3 separate regions of the Danio rerio genome follow, and all the other regions are linked to region 3. The links are chromatin contacts, called in public Hi-C maps. All regions are on one chromosome and are shown on one strand. The core of a region is the stretch at or near the end of the contact, and the rest is flanking DNA. Distances in the headings are between cores, read along the strand shown.

Region 1 (2,910 bases), core at 377-2,876, 180 kb after region 3:
TCGACTGTGATTGGCCAGTTTTCATGTCAGTCAAATCACGCTTCAGAATCAATTCGGAAACTGATTTTCAGCAGCTTATGACAAATTGCACTAAAATAAACATTCTAAGCACAGCGCTGTGATCGTACGCTTCACAAAAATGCCAAAGCTGATCACATCGATAATATAGTTCACATCAAGGGATTAAAAATGTTAATTGTTTATTTCATTATTTGGCGATTCCTCCGCGTACCACTAGGAGGAAGCCCGCGTACCACTAGTGGTACGCGTACCACAGTTTGAGAACCACTGGTTTAGGGGATGTTTTTCTTTTTCTTTTTCTTCCAGAGATAAATGCTCTCAAATCTCAGAGCTGTCGGCCAAGCAGTGCTTTCTATTTACAGGAGAGGTAGAACGAGAAAAGGAGGAGTGGATGGATGAGAAGAGAGGAGGATTAGAAAAACAGTCTGACAGTCCTTCTCTCCCATGGTTCAACTCAGTCAACGGGAAGCGAACAAGAGAGATATCAGAAGACAAGAGGGTAAAAAGAAAAATGAGCAAGATAAAGATGACTATGCTGACCCTCTCTGGAAAGAAAGAAGGGATGGGGTAAAAAAAGGCAAGCGAGAACAATGAGATGATGAGTTTGGAGCAAGCCTGAAGGAACAGAACAAAGAGAAGGAGAGATGGATGAAGAGAGAGAAGGACTGACAGGCCACATGAATAAACTACAGCTGGATGTGTCTCCATTATCACACAGTAAGACATACACAGAGAGAGAGAGAGAGAGAGAGAGAGAGAGAGAGAGAGATTATCATGATTAATCAATGGCCGCTCGTCTTTTAATAATCACCCTTTCACATGTGTATTTTCCTATCCTCTACTCAAGAAACCTGCCGACATCAGCAGAAAATGTCAGGTCACTAACCTTTTTTCATGTATTTTCATGTTTCATTTGAGCCTATTTTAAGTTTTGTTGCATTATTTGTTAGGTTTATTATGCATTTTATTAATCCATCATGTAAATAATTTAAACTTTAAAGTGACAAGCCTTTATCTAAAAAAAGTTACATGTAAAAATAATGTTTAGGCATTTTTTTTATATACAATACTATTTTCTTAATACCATTTCTTTACTGAGAATCTAGTGAGAATATCACACAACCCATTGATGAGGCTTCTGAATTGGATTGTAGCCCATTTGATTTTTAGATGGCTAAATGTCATCTGGACACATACCCATTTTACAACGCGTATGCTTGCAACTTTATTTTAGCCTACATCTCTTCATCCATTTTAATCTTTAAAGCTGGCTTGATCTCACCGGGCTCTGTAAATTGATCACAACAGCTTTTAAGCATTAAAATCATTGTGCTAAACGCCGAGAATGCGACGCGAAATAAACAAAAGCCTGCCTTTCTAACAGCGTTCTGACAGAATATAGGCCACTTTCATATTTATTTAAGCGCTAGGCTCAGATCCAGAGAAATCCTGAGAGACTTTGAGACAGAAAGAGAGAGAAAGAGGTTTTACCAGCAGCTGAAAACACCGAGACAAGGGCAGACTGTCATTCAAAAACCACAATCACGAGGGAGAGGCGCGGGAAGAAAAAAAAACGCCACTGAAGATCACACTGGCACGACTGAGTGAAAGCTCCGCATCTTCAACATCACGATAAAAACAACACGACGAGGACTGGTAAACATTAGCCAACTCTAAACCGAAGGAGAAGTACATCCTTTTCTGTAGTAAAACTGCACGGATAACGGAAAATCCTGTTTTGAACGTCTACATATTTTAACTAGTGGACGTCGAATTGATAAATCCTCTGGTGGTTTTTCTTTGTGCATCTAATCAGTGCAAGAATAACTTGCAAATGATTTTAATATTTGTGATGATAAAATTATGATTTTAATACTTTATACATGAAAAACGTTTGTCACCTCACCTTGCTTACTATCCTGTTCAAAAGTTTACTTTAAGAGCAAATAATTTAATTGACAATTAGCCTGTGATGTAATGAAATTTAATTTGAAATTTAATTTTAATTGGCAAACATAAAAATTAACAAAACCCACATTAATTCTAAACAGCATTGACTCATTTCTGTAATGCAAAGGCATAAATTACTGATTTTAACAGTAGTTTGTATTTGATTTGAAATTTGATTAAAAAAAAGACTTTAGTTTCATGAACTAGGCCTTAATTAATATTTAAAAACAAAAACTAGCAAACTCAATACCATAATGCAAAAAAGCTAACTTCGGGGTGTCCAAACTCGGTCCTGGAGGGCCGGTGTCCTGCATAGTTTAGCTATAACTTCCTTCAACACACCTGTCTGTGAGTTTCTAGTATACCTAGAAAGAGCTTGATGAGCTGGTTCAGGTGTGTCTGATTAGAGTTAGAACTAAAATATGCAGGACACCAGGCCTCCAGGACCGGGTTTGGACACCCCTGAGCTAACTCTTAAAACCATCATTTAAAATAAATAAACGAATACTACTAATGTAAAGGCAAAAAAACCTTTAAAGAACATTTCACTTTCATAAACCATTCACTCAGTACAGTAATGATATCATAATGATATCTTTACTGTGTAACTGACTTAAAGTCTAACTTATTTTTGCCTTGGAGTAATGAAAATTTAGTTTCTAGGGTTTTTTTTTAAACAGCAATGCAATTAAAAATGGTAAGTTAATGAATCACATTATCATAATCAAAAGACATTAGTAAACTTCAAATTATTTTCTGTTTTTGTCAAGATTTTTTTTATCTTGAAATTAACAAGAAATAATGCTCTATATGGGTTCACTACACATGATTTTTTCCATTACCAAAATTTCTTAATTACCAAAGCATATATTTAGGTCTGTATTTATTTGTGTTTTTACCGACATTATTTCAGATCTTCTATAAGTATTTTTGTAAAAA
Region 2 (2,775 bases), core at 276-2,775, 160 kb after region 3:
AAAATTATAATTTGCAAAGTGTCTTTCATTTATTTCTGGGCTAATTTCGTGAAATTTATTATTTATGCAGTTGTCCCATTCCCTTTGCCATGTTTCGTTTATATACAGATTAATTGTAGGTTTCAGGTCATCAGAAGGAATTAAACATTGTCACTTTCAAGGAGATATGCTGCTCAATCTGCAAGTTTCCATGAAGTCAGCTGCATTTTTAAATACCAGTACTTTATTTGATTTGAAGTTATTCTGGCTTTTTAACATTTCTGTCCCATATATGCACATAAACACGCAAACAAATATGCTGTACACTAGGAGAGGCAGTAGAGAATATTAAAAAGCTCTTTGCATGTACATTACTCCTAATAAAAACAAACAAAGCTAATGCTACTCATGTTTATGTTTCAGTAACATAAGTAGGACTAAGTAGGTACATTTACATATTTTTATCCTATTTCTAACTACATACAGTTGAAGTCAGAATTATTAGCCCCCCTTTGAATTTATTTTTCTTTATTAAATATTTACCAAATGATGTTTAATAGACCAAGGAAATTTCAACAGTATGTCTGATAATGTTTTTTCTTCTGGAGAAAGTCTTATTTGTTTTATTTAGGCTAGAAAAAAAGCTGTTTTTTTATTTTTTAAAAAACATTTTATGGTCAGAATTATTAGCCCCTTTAAGCTATATTTTCATCTATAGTCTACAGAACAAACCATCTTTATACAATAACTTGCTAAATTAACCTAACATGCATAGTTATCCTAGTTAAGCCTTTAAATGTCACTTTCATCTGAATAGAAGTGTCTTGAAGAATATCTAGAAAATATTATTTACTGTCATCATGGCAAAGATAAAAGAAATCAGTTATTATAAATGAGTTATTAAAACTATTATGATTAGAAATGTGATGGGAAAAATCACTGTTAAACAGAAATTTGGGTAAAAAATAAACAGGGGGGCTAATGATTCAAGGGGGTTAATAATTCTGACTTCAACTGTACTATGGTATAAATGGCTTGTCATTACCTTGATGAGCACAATTTTCCACAATAAATCGAGTTTAGCATCTCATATTTGATCCAGTGCAGCACCAGATGGGATTCGTTCCCAAACAATGTCATGAAAACATTTCTTGTCCTAATAAGTTCAAAATAAAAAGAAAACACATTAGTAGCAGGTGGACATATACTGTACCATATTACAAACTGTATTTGTAGAAAGCCATTAAACCGTATCTGAGGCGAGAGTCCTGTCAGCTTTTAAGCGGGAAAATAAGGTGGAAAAAACCAACCACGATGTCGCGAAATAAATAATTTTAATGACTCCACTATTTATTTGTGTTTAATACATAAAACACGCTATTAAAATATCAAGAGAGTGAATTACATGAGATAAATCAGACCCCTCACCTTTTCTCCAGACCACCTTAAAACTTCGCGGCTGTCGAGCTGTCTCCAGCGCTACGCTGATTGGCTGTAACGACCCATCCGTTCCATCCAATCAAACCAGCAGGGACCCACGTTGGAGCTTGACATCGAGGCAAGAACCAACCAATGGCAGCGTTTGCGTTCGCTGGTTGGCTGGGGTGCGTGAGGAGGGCAGTGTGCAGTCTTCAGGGATTGTGGGCATTGAAGTTCCAATTATTCCGCACCCCCGCCGCTCGCGCCCCCATCTGCCAATCACGCAGCAGAAATGATCACCTATGACTGCAAATGAAAAATGATCAACATGTAGCACCTAGTGTCGACTGCCTCGAACAATTAGTCGAAATAACAAATAAACACTCTCTTTATTTGGTGAGTCATGGTGGCTCTATGATAACCTTGTAAATTAATGAGCAGATTGCTTATTAAACAGATGAAAATTCTGTCATCATTATTCTGTCATGCTGTTCCAGACCTTTATGACTTTTTCATCTGTGCAACAAAAATAAAGAGAATCATAATAGCTCTCATCTTTATTATTTTCCACAATACTGTTTTGTTAGGTTAGATGGTTTGAACATCTAGTGCACTGTAAATAATACAGTGAAGATAACTCGGATAGTATTGAGGGCATTTGGGGGACTTTATATTGTACTTTTTAGCTACAAAAGCCTAATATTTAAAATATTTAGAGTTAAATTAGATATACTCCACAATAAAATAAAAACAACATAATAATTAGCCTACTACATTGTAAGGACTTAAATATTTAATATAACATTTGTATATTTTAAAATGTGTATACATATATACATACATACATATATATATATATATATATATATATATATATATATATATATATATATATATATATATATATATATATATATATATATATATATATATATATATATATACACACACACACACACACACACACACACACACAAACAGTTGAAGTCAAAACTATTGGCCTCCCCTTAAATTTTTTCTTTTTTTGATATTTCCCAAATGATGTTTAACAGAGCAAGGGAATCTTCACAGTATGTCTGATAATAGTTTTTTCTTCTGGAGAAAGTCTTACTTGTTTTATTTCAGCTGGAATAAAAGCAGTTATTAAGTTTTTAAACATCATTTTAGAGTCAAAATTATTAGCCCCTTTAAGCTATATATTTTCCTTTGATAGTCTACAGAACAAACCATCATTATACAATAAATAGCCTAATTACCCTAACCTGCCTAGTTAACCTAATTAACCCAGTTAAGCATTTAAATGTCACTTTAAGCTGTATAGAAGTGTCTTGAAAAATATCTAATCAAATATTATGAATTGTCATCATAGCAAAGATA
Region 3 (2,700 bases), core at 19-2,518:
TTTGACACCTGTATACAGCATCTTTTATAAGTTGCAGTTTGCTGTGGTTTAGTTTTGGTAAAAACAAATTATATAATTATATAAATTATAAATTAATTAATTGTATATAAATTATAAATTATATAATATTGGTATTAGAGCTGCACAATATATCGTTTTAGCATCGATATCGCAGTGTGCACATCTGCAATAGTCACATAGCAAAGATATGCAATGTTGAGTCTGGATTATAGTTGAACATGAGCCAAAAATTAATTATTGTATTTATTTATTGTATTTATACAGAATTTATACGATTTATGCAAAAATGATTATTATTTTTTAACATTATCATTATTATATTATTATATAATATTATTATTATTATTATCCCACAGGAAGATAATTTAGCTTGTCATTTTAAAGAAAACTCTTAATTTTAGCTTATGTCTTCTGAAGTTCAAAACAAGTTCTTAATCTAAGAATCTTTAGATATTTAGTCTAGAAATGAGAAAAAGCATAAGAAAATCATATTTTGCATTGTGATTTTTTAAATTTATGTACCTGCATACTGTTAAACGTCCCAGAAAACTATTCAAACCATCTTGTGAAACTGTATTCATATCGCAACAATTATTGCAGAATAAAATATAAAATATCGCAATACCAAATATTGTGATGGTATTTTTTGGAAAATGTTTAATTTTAATAACAATATATTTAAGTATGGCAGCTCGAGAAGGTAATTAAATGAATGAATTTTCAATAGTAAAAATGTTTTAGAATTTATTTAAATAATTTTTACTACAACGTTACCTAATTGCAACCAAATTACAACATTGTAAAATGTTTCAAAGGCGATATTATGAATCCGTTAATCTGCTGACTCATAAAAACTGATCAGAAATGCAGCATTGGATACGAACGGGCTCAAATAAAGACAAAACTGACATGCATTCAACAACAAAATTAATACATCTATGATAATAGCAGACTTATCTCTATATGCAAATGCACCGTCTTGCTTTCAGGTTGAAGCATCTTTTTTTGTCAGCATGAATCATCTTAATTATGGCTTGAATAATTGCTGCGATGGAATTTCAAATTTCGAGGTTTGATATCCTGTGAAGGGTGCAAATGTGCTTGAACAATTGTTTCTGTGTGTGTGTGTGTGTGTGTTTGGATGCTGATGTGGGTCATTACCCCTTCTCTGCCCCCTGGGGAAAGCAGGAAAGAGGAGGAGGGATGGATGGATGGATGGATGGATGGGGGGAGAATTGGAGGATCCCAAGGGAGGAGAATCCAATAAATCAGCCTGCCGTCTCCGTGCTGACATGAGGCTTGTCTGTGAGGGATGTGTGTATGTGTGTGTGTGTGTGTGTGTGTGTGTGTGTGTGTGTGTGTGTGTGTGTGTGTGTGTTTGTGTGTGTGTAGAGGGGATCACAACAACAGCACAGTCTTGTCTAGCCGTCAGTCACCTCCACTCTGGCCTGGAGACACACTCTACGCTATAGACTTTCATTGTTGCTCATTCATTAGTTTTTCTATGGCTGATATATTTATTTAAAAGCTGATGAGTCATCAGTTTTATATTTATCTTGAGCACATTCATAGCAAGGTCACATTCTTTCATTAGTAGACATTGCGATAATTAGCAGATCAAGTCGAGTGCTTAGTGTCACACTTAGAGAGGTTGTTTTTCATATGTTAGAATGTGTTTTGTTTAATGTTTTTTTCCTCTGAGCATAAAATTAGTAATTAGTAATACAACTGTTTTATAGAGAAATGTCATTCAGGGAAACATTCGTTTATACACCACAATATCTTGGCAGGCAGATTTAGAACAACAAAATATTTGACGACACATTAAAAGACGCAAATTTAAAGGGGTGGTTTTTTAAAAGTGGGCCTTGGGCCAATCAATGACCTTCAGATTGCTAGGTTTTATCTATTTGCCAGCTAAATATTTAAAATATAGTAAAAATGTAATTTTCTTTGATTTATTTTGATAAATACAGGTCAAAATAAGTGTTGTTTCATTTTTACAGATTTGTTTTTCTAAAACTGAACAACACTGAACATAATTTCACTCATATTTTGATGTTTTATTGTCACAAATGAAAGTAGAAATAAATAAAATGGAAATAATTAAATGTATAAAATTATATATATATATATATATATATATATATATATATATATATATATATATATATATATATATAATTTAAAAAAATGTAAAGAGTTTGTCGTTTTTCGTTGTACATTTAAGAATTTATGTATATATATTCCACTGTGGGGACCTTGGATTAATAAAGGGACTAAGCTGACAAGAATGAATGAATGAATGAATATATTCCATAGTAAAGTGGACAAAACACTTTACTTTTTTTTGGTAAATGGTGAAAGTAGATAGAAGTAGATAGAAGTAGATAGTAGATAGAAGTAGATAGTGGTCTGGTGGTGGTCTGGTGGTGTAGTAGATAGTGCTGTCGCCTCACAGCAAGAAGGTTGCTGGTTCGAGCCTTGGCTGGTTCAGTTGGCGTTTCTGTGTGGAGTTTGCATGTTCTCCCTTGTGTTGCAGCTGGAAGGGCATCCGCTGCGTAAAAACGTGCTGGATAAGTTGGTGGTTCATTCTGCTGTGGCGCCCCCGGATTAATAAAGGGACTAACCCGAAAAGAAAATGAATTAATGGATCCCTCCTCATATAATGAGTAGACG

What was found. Hi-C and Micro-C count contacts between places; a contact is called where the count stands out from the background.
Region 1: a Hi-C map of an unstated tissue shows a contact between it and region 3, with 2.8 times the contacts expected there. The contact joins the promoter of tle2b here to the enhancer-like site in region 3. A contact is called at or near these places in 3 of 18 Hi-C or Micro-C datasets (caudal fin, hematopoietic stem cells and an unstated tissue) and 1 of 4 datasets of contacts at active chromatin or transcription factors (caudal fin).
Region 2: a contact with region 3 is called in a Hi-C map of an unstated tissue, with 1.9 times the contacts expected there. The contact joins two enhancer-like sites. A contact is called at or near these places in 2 of 18 Hi-C or Micro-C datasets (caudal fin and an unstated tissue) and 1 of 4 datasets of contacts at active chromatin or transcription factors (caudal fin).

What each region holds. Positions count from the first base shown.
Region 1 is chr22:21,637,819-21,640,728 of GRCz12tu, forward strand. It overlaps tle2b (TLE family member 2, transcriptional corepressor b), which reads right to left and starts at 1,627. Exons shown (of 28, transcript XM_073937810.1): 1 at 1,513-1,627.
Region 2 is chr22:21,610,981-21,613,755 of GRCz12tu, forward strand. tle2b (TLE family member 2, transcriptional corepressor b) reads right to left here. Exons shown (of 28, transcript XM_073937810.1): 2 at 1,408-1,704; 3 at 1,025-1,135. Among named protein-coding and RNA genes, the nearest start is that of tle2b, 27 kb to the right of the region's middle. Within about 2 kb of position 1,526, at least 48 of the 62 cell types and tissues checked have an H3K27ac peak or open chromatin away from gene starts, as enhancers often do.
Region 3 is chr22:21,456,008-21,458,707 of GRCz12tu, forward strand. No RefSeq gene overlaps it. Among named protein-coding and RNA genes, the nearest start is that of trnaq-uug, 3.0 kb to the left of the region's middle. Within about 2 kb of position 1,269, at least 17 of the 62 cell types and tissues checked have an H3K27ac peak or open chromatin away from gene starts, as enhancers often do.